Regions from separate parts of the Rattus norvegicus genome. Here region 1 is linked to region 2. The links are chromatin contacts, called in public Hi-C maps. All regions are on one chromosome and are shown on one strand. Each heading gives the region's core, a stretch centred on a gene start, on an enhancer-like site or on the middle of the called end of the contact. The rest is flanking DNA. Distances are from core to core; before and after follow the strand shown. Region 1 overlaps Tectb (tectorin beta). Region 2 holds the start of LOC120098625 (extensin-like).

What was found. Hi-C and Micro-C count contacts between places; a contact is called where the count stands out from the background.
Region 1: a contact with region 2 is called in a Hi-C map of psoas muscle, with 4 times the contacts expected there. The contact joins the enhancer-like site here to the promoter of LOC120098625 in region 2. A contact is called at or near these places in 5 of 12 Hi-C or Micro-C datasets (Schwann cells, frontal cortex, kidney and 2 more).

Annotation. Positions count from the first base shown.
Region 1 is chr1:264,233,213-264,237,467 of GRCr8, forward strand. Tectb (tectorin beta) reads left to right here. Exons shown (of 10, transcript NM_001106200.1): 5 at 2,282-2,385; 6 at 2,511-2,594; 7 at 3,812-3,974. Among named protein-coding and RNA genes, the nearest start is that of Tectb, 8.4 kb to the left of the region's middle. Within about 2 kb of position 2,924, at least 3 of the 93 cell types and tissues checked have an H3K27ac peak or open chromatin away from gene starts, as enhancers often do.
Region 2 is chr1:264,160,188-264,164,255 of GRCr8, forward strand. It overlaps LOC120098625 (extensin-like), which reads right to left and starts at 2,170. Exons shown (of 1, transcript XM_039098240.1): 1 at 1,052-2,170. The coding sequence starts at 2,170. The coding sequence ends at 1,052. The region is part of intron 1 of Gpam (glycerol-3-phosphate acyltransferase, mitochondrial); the gene reads right to left.

The DNA.
Region 1 (4,255 bases), core at 1,674-4,173, 74 kb after region 2:
AAAAAGAAAGTAGGGGTGCCAGACATGGTGGCTTGGATTTGTAAACTCCCTTGAGGGGAAGAAGTGGGATTGTTGGGATGTTGAAGCCAACCTTGTCTACATGTGAGTTTCGGGATAATCAGAGCTTTATAGAGAGATCCAGGAAGGGAGGGGGAAGCAAGCTAAAAATGGAGGGTTGGAGGGAGGGAGAAATGTTACAGTAGTTATGAGAAATGGAAAGTCCCATTTCTATCCTTCCCTTTGATGGAAATTTGGACAATTGCTCTACCAGTAGAGAGATCACACTCTACCAGCTGATCTCCAGGGAAAAGATTTCACACAAGTGTCTCTCCGGAGACTTGGGAACTAAATTGCCAATCCCAAGTTAGTTCCCATGTGTGGAAATGTCCCTTGCAATCTTATAAGTTTTAGGCAATACCAAAAATACTTTCAAAGCCACCAAATAGCTGTCACTTTAGCTGCATGCTATGCAAGTAAGTCACTTATAACTGGGAACATTATTGCTTAATTGTGGCAACCATTAATGTAGCACAGAGTCGCGACAGATGGAAAGAGGGGGAGACAGCTCCTAGGTGGCTGAATGTGGGAGCTTTGGCTGGACCTGCTTCAGTAGAATAAAGTAAGATAGGGGCTTGGAGTCTCCTCACAAAGCCTCGTGTGCTGGACCCATGGGAGGCCAAGACCTACCCTGTGTTCTTTGTTTCTGTTCTACTCCCGTCTCATAGGAATGAAGAAACTGAGTCCCAAAGACTAAGTCCCTTCTCCTGGGTCTCAAGTCAAGGGGTGCCTGGGTTATCCTGGGATCTTAGCCCTTCGGGCCAGTGCCTCTGTCATGGCTAACACCAGAGAGTAGACTAGGGTCTTATTCAAGTGAACTGAAAGGAGACTGACAGAGTGGAGAAGGTGCAGCCTTTGAGGAAGCCAATCACAGCTGTTACTCCTAATAACTCCCCGAACATTATCTCAAGATGTTAGATTTAGTCCCCGGGCCAGGGAGTAGATCCTGCCAGTCCTGAGCACTAGTGAGCCTTTGAGACACTCAACAGGGCCTGCTCTCCTTAATCACAGCCCTGGGATCTCATACCCTACTCCTTCCCAAACCTTCTCCAGACCTGGCCCCTTGCTGTCCTGTCAGCCATGGGACCTCCCCTTGTGGATGCATTCTTTCTGCTGTGGCTACACAGCCCCGGCCTTCCCCACCTTCCTCACCTTTCTCAAGCCTTGTTCAAATGCTTCCTCCTCAATGAGGCCTTTCTGGTTGCCCTTTTCAAAACTGTCAGTGAAGTGCTTGCCTTGCAAAAAATGAGCTTCTGAAGTCAATCTCCAGACCCTCACTAAAAACAAACACGCTAAGCGCAACGTCACATCACTTGTAATCCCACTCTGGGAGAGGACGAAAGAGGTAGGTCCCTGTGGTTTACTTGCAAGCCAGCCTAGCTCACTTGGTGAGTTCTGAGCCAATGAGAGACCCTGTCTTAAAGTCAAGTAGACAGTTCCTGAAGAAATGAAACCAGAGGTTGCCTCTGGCCTCCACATACATGTGCACAGACAAACGTGTACCTTTATACACTCATACACACACACACACACACACACACACACACACACACACACACACACACTAAATGTAGCTTACCCTTCCTCATGCTCCCAATCCATTTTTATTATTTTTGTGGTTTCTAACATTATATACGACATACTAGTCTAATGTGCTGTGCAATTTACTTCTTTTGTCTTTCTCTCTTGCTAGAATATCTTGCTTCATTCACAAATATCATATCTCAATGCACAGGGTATCTTGACATAGAAACTATCCAAATACATAGAACGATACCCAGACGCATTGCAGGAAATTGGTGACTTACGTCAATCGATAACCACACCGTTAATCAAGTCATAAACTCGCAAACCCAGGTGACCATTTGCTCAAAGTGCAGGGGTGGGGAGTCAGGGGTAGTGAGGGACTAGAGCATTAAGTGATTTGTGAAATCACAGGAATCCTGTCTTCACCTCCTTGGGCCCCATCATTTTCCCATCCGTTAAGTTCGTTGTCATCAGTGACCAGCAAATGTCCTTAATCTTTCTAAGATGGCATCAGCATCCTCAGAAGCTCAATTTCTCTGGCTCTAGAGTTTTCTCTATGGTCTCGTTCAAGGAATGAATGGCATTCATTCCTTGGGTTGGTTCCTTCTCTATCCCATCTCAGTGTGTCTGCTCCCACCAGACCCGATGTCTCGCTCTGAGAGGTCACGAGACCTAATGCCCCCATTTCCTTCCCAAGAATGCCAAGTTTTCCACCAAGAAAGAAGCTCCCTTCGTCCTGGAAACATCTGAAATCGGTTCGGATCTGTTTGCAGGAGTAGAAGCCAAGGGACTAAGTGTTCGGTGAGTTCCATTTCTCTGCGTGTCTATTTTTTAAGGAAAAAAAAAAAAAACAGCCAACAGACTTCGGTTTTGAGATGTCTCTGAACACAAGAGTGGCTCTCAGTGATACCATGTTTTATCCCCAGGTTTAAAGTAGTCTTGAATAGCTGTTGGGCCACCCCCTCGGCTGACTTCATGTACCCCTTGCAATGGCAGCTGATCAATAAGGGGTAAGTGCCACTCTTGGCGGAGTCAAGGCCGAGCGGTGCACCCAGTGTGTCCGGGTGTCTTTCACTGTGGCTTAGGAGGAAACCTTTTGGTCAGACTGGATCTTTTTGGTGGAACTCCAGTTTGCAAGCATCTATAGTCACTGCAGTAGATACATTGCCAGGTATTTTCTGAACACATGAGCACACCTGCAACAGCGCACTCCCTCAAGGGGCACTGGGGTTGCCGATGTAGGCTGCCCACCCAGCAGGCTGCCACCATCCAAGCAACCAGGGGTAGCTGTCACCGAGAGGCAGGTGCCACAGCTTGTGCCAAGGCATGTATGCTTGCCCATTATTTGCCCTCCCTTCCCCCCATCAGAGAGCTCCTCTTACGGTATTTTCCACCGACTGACACCAGGCCTAGGGCACTCTGGCAGCCAAGAGCTATTTTAAGGTTTCGTGTCCTGAGTTTAGGTGAGGATCTCAGGTTCATTGACCAAACAATCCCGCTAGATCCTCGTAAGTTGGAAAATTCTCACAGCCCCATCTCTGCCGAGGCCACAACAAACAGAAATAACTCTGACCCTTTACCCAGAAAGGAAGGCGCAACCTTTGTTTCTCCCTCATGACTTCTGAGAGAGAATTCTGAGATGACATTTCTAAGGTCTTCCTTCTGTCTCAGCAAACATACATTTAGATATCTCTTTCCAGTCATTGACTAGATTATGTATGAAAAAATATGACTGTGTTTTTTTTTACAAAAGTTATTATATGTGTGATTGATGGGACATAAATTCCTTTCTCCAAGTTCAGGCAAAACCTAATAATATACACAGAGATAACTGGTGGGTGTGGCTCAAGTTTAGGTGTTCATGGCAACATTTGAAAACAGGATTCCCACCCACCATGGAGGTCCTTCCCTTGTGCTACCCTGGGGTCTTCCAGATGCCAGTCATGAAGAGGGCTTTATCTCTTGCAGAATTTGCTTCTGTGGGAGAGGGCTTCAACTTAGCAGATTCGTGGGTTCTCGTAAGCCACTCCCCTCTATTTTAGGACGGAATGACTATGTCCACTTTCTCGGCTCTGTGGCCGACCTCACACTTAGAGATCAGAGTTCTCTGAAAGGACAGATAGCTGCTTACATCTAGCAGAATGAGCACTGTGTGAGGTTTCACCTTAGAGCCTTTTCGGCCTTCTCTAGTGTAACGTTTCCTTCTCCCTTCCCCTGTGTATCCCAGTTGCTCCACTGATGAAACCGTCCTCGTGCACGAGAATGGCAAGGACCACAGGGCCACTTTCCAATTCAATGCCTTCCGGTTCCAGAACATCCCCAAACTATCCAAGGTTTGGTTACACTGTGAGACGTTCATCTGCGACAGTGAGAAGCTCTCCTGCCCAGTGGTGAGAGTCCTGGCTCCAAAAGGAAGACATTAAACCCCCCCCCGGGGGGAGGCTGATAGTGGAGGAGCTGGATTTGACCTGGGAATTGTGGGTCCAGGGTGCGGAGGCAGAAGGTCTAGACCTGTCCACCTTGCTACCAAAACTTAGCAGCCTGGTCTGCGTCATTTATCCCACTGGTGCCAATTTCATCCTCGTTGAATAAGGGTCACCAGTCCCTTGTCAGAGAACTGTGTAGGATGAAAATGGAGATGATAGTAGGCATGGAAATGCTTTGAAAAGTC
Region 2 (4,068 bases), core at 920-3,419:
TCAAACCCTGGAATGAGTGGAATTTTAGCTTCTCAGAGATAAATCTTACCTAACCCTCATGTCTACAGAGTTAGAACAAGCCCATGTATATACAGTGAATTTTAAATAATGATAATAGTACCTAAAATAAAATCGCCTGTTTAACAAAATCAGCCCTATGCATTTAGCCAGAGTTACTCTCAGACAAATTGTAATTAAGCAGAACAATTAATTGGCCTCACACATTACTGGCAAACTGGTATTATTCTAAAACCATGGTGGCACATCTCATATCCTGTTATTATTAGGAATGTGCTTTGGCATGACAGCAGGTAAAGCTGCTCAGACCTGTCCCAAAGTATAATTATTCTGAACTCATGTTTACAGCCTAAACAGCTATACATCTATATTTTGTGAAGGAATGTTGATGCAAATTCAACTTATGCAATTTGTTTTTTTTAATTCTACCGAACTGTCATCTATCTATCTCTCCTCCCTTTCTCCCCTCTCCCACCCATCCCCCCTTTCTGCATCAGCTCAACAAAGCTAATAACAATAATAAAATAATAATTAATGATAATACTTTATGCTGTGATAAGGGATTAGATTTAAAATATGTCATGTGTATAATCCCAGAACTCAGGAGAATTACTAAGAGATCTATAGGGGACTGGAGAGATGGCTCAGAGGTTAAGAGCACTGGCTGCTCTTCCAGCGGTCCTGAATTCAATTCCCAGCAACCACATGGTGGCTCATAACCATCTGTAATGGGGTCTGATGCTGTCTTCTGGTGTGTCTGAAAACTGTGACAACATACTCACATAAAATAAATTTTAAAAAGAGAGATATATAACAAGACCTTGTGTTAGAAAAAAATTTATATATATATATTGGAGACAGACTGGAATATGTCTGGAGACATATCTGGAATATGATAGATGCTGTGTGGCACCTTTAAAAGAACTAGAAAACTGATCCAAGAGCCAGTACCAGATAATTAATAAATGGGGTGTTTAAAACTATGAGGTCCCTCTTCCTTAACCACAGGTTGTCTTCTTTTCTGATTGTAAACTTAGAGACCTGATTTGTGGGCACAGCAACTGCACCATTGACAGTACTGTGCGGTACTGGCAGTACTGTGCGGTACTGGCAGTACTGTGCGATATTGACAGTACTGTGTGGTATTGACAGTACTGTGTGGTATTGACAGTACTGTGCAGTATTGGCAGTACTGTGCGGTATTGACAGTACTGTGCGGTATTGGCAGTACTGTGCGGTATTGACAGTACTGTGCGGTATTGGCAGTACTGTGCGGTATTGACAGTACTGTGCGGTATTGACGGTACTGTGAGGTATTGACGGTACTGTGCGGTATTGACGGTACTGTGCGGTATTGACGGTACTGTGCGGTATTGGCGGTACTGTGCGGTATTGGCGGTACTGTGCGGTATTGGCGGTACTGTGCGGTATTGGCGGTACTGTGCGGTATTGGCGGTACTGTGCGGTATTGGCGGTACTGTGCGGTATTGGCGGTACTGTGCGGTATTGGCGGTACTGTGCGGTATTGGCGGTACTGTGCGGTACTGGCGGTACTGTGCGGTATTGACGGTACTGTGCGGTATTGACGGTACTGTGCGGTATTAGCAGTACTGTGCGGTATTGACGGTACTGTGCGGTATTGACGGTACTGTGCGGTATTAGCAGTACTGTGCGGTATTGACGGTACTGTGCGGTACTGGCGGTACTGTGCGGTATTGACGGTACTGTGCGGTATTGGCGGTACTGTGCGGTATTGGCGGTACTGTGCGGTATTGGCGGTACTGTGCGGTATTGACGGTACTGTGCGGTATTGGCGGTACTGTGCGGTACTGGCGGTACTGTGCAGTATTGGCGGTACTGTGCGGTATTGGCGGTACTGTGCGGTATTGACGGTACTGTGCGGTATTGGCGGTACTGTGCGGTATTGGCGGTACTGTGCGGTATTGACAGTACTGTGCGGTATTGGCAGTACTGTGCGGTACTGGCGGTACTGTGCGGTATTGACAGTACTGTGCGGTATTGACAGTACTGTGCGGTATTGACAGTACTGTGCAGTATTGGCAGTACTGTGCGGTATTGGCGGTACTGTGCGGTACTGGCAGTACTGTGTGGTACTGGCGGTACTGTGTGGTAATGTAAAGCAGTAATCCATAACTTTGTAACATCAAGGTGAAGAACCCGATCACATGGGATTCCGGGACTTGCCCCTGGAAAACCAAGTGCATAAACATTTTCATTCCTTCTTAGATAGTTCAAGGCCCTTCCAATGGCATCCGTGGGCTCTGTACTCAAGAATCTATGCCCACATTATGACTATCCTACAAAATAGTACAGAGTCTCCTTTACGGATTTTAAAAATGGAGCTACTGTATGACCCTCCCTTCAGATTTTAGCCCAGTCTCAGTCTGCTCAGATGTCAAGAACCTGGACCATCAACTCCTGCCGCACTGGACTGAGCTCCTGCAGCTGTGGTACCTTCTCCTCCACAATGGGTGGCACCTCCATCCTCAACCTGATCAGCCTTCTCCTCCATCCTGAGCCTGGCCAGCCCCCGTCTCCTCAGTTGCTTCTGTCAGGTGTTTTGTATGGCAATAGGGAAAGTAATTAATACAGTGGGCATCTAACTGTCCCCTCTCACTGCCAAGCCACGTATACAGTGACACTCTGTGACCGTGGCTACGGCACGGCTATGATTAGTAACTGTGGGGGCAGTTTGGGTAACTGATGGTATCTAATGCTTTCTATTAAGCCGCAAACAGGTAAAATATTATCATGAAGGCCCTTCACGCCTGTTCAGCTATTCGGACAAAATAGAAATGCTAATTGTGGGAACCAGAGCCATGAATTCTGAGTGGCCTTTGGGACGAAAAGCTTATCTGGTGGTCTTCTGTTGCTGGAAGTGCACTGGAGTCTTTGAGATCATGTTAACTGATACGCCCCTTAAGTGCTCTACCTGGAGAAGCACGGAGATTCCTGATAGAGATTTCAAAGAGTTACCAGCCAGTATGTCCTAAAGGTTTGTCAGGTGAGTTAGGGCTACCATGTGGGAGAAAAGCCCCAGGAGGCAGCTGAGCTCAATGGGGTGCTCTGGTGGGATTTCCACAACAGAGGCCAGGGCTTAGGAGGCCCCTGTTCATTCCTGACTCCAGCAGGGGCTAACGGGCAACAAGGAGGGAGGAACACTGCTCCTACAAAGAATGAAGAAAGCGGCCACAGTGCTTTCACTTCTGGCCCATCTCTGTCTCAGATTTCCCCGCTTCAGAGCTGAACCCTTCCCAGGGCACAAGCTCTCACTGGCTTTCACCCCTCCACTGTTCCTCACTGTCCTTTGCCATGCCCCTCTCCCTCAGTACCACAGTCCCCAGGCCACCTCTTTCTTCTGGGCCAGTCTAACCTCATCTCTGGCTCAGGGCCTCTGTGTTTCTGGTTCCTCCAGCCAGGAACATGCCTCCTCTGAGTATTTGTGTGTCTGATTCATTCTTATTTTTAGCTCTTAGCTCCATGTGCAACTTTCTGTCCCAGGCTTCTCATTCTATTCTATGTCACTCTATTTTGTTTACAGCACTTCCCGCTATCTAAAATTAACCTGTCATCATCTTCTATTCTTGGTCACCCTCTATCTGCTCCTAGTAGAACGCAAGCTCAGCGTGGGCAGGCCACTGCTAGGCTCTGCAGAAGGATGGGCAGTCACCCATAAGCGCGCGCGCGCGCGCGCACACACACACACACACACACACACACACACACATATGCTTGCCTGATGCAGGAGGGAATGGCCACCTTTTATCAAGCACTTACTTGGTGCCAGGCCCAGGATGGTGCCAGGCCAGTCTCACTCAACCAATCCTCTTCCCAAGCCCTCCAAAGTATCGTCCACATTAAGTAGATGTGGCTTCAGGTTGTGCAACTACCCCAATGTCACAGCTAACAAGAAAGCAAAACCCTATTTGAACACAGGCCTTATTGGCTCCAACGCTCCTCTAAGGGAGGAGTCGGTGTGTTCTAAAAGGGGGTGGGCAGATAGTCAATATTTAAGGCTTTGCTAACCGT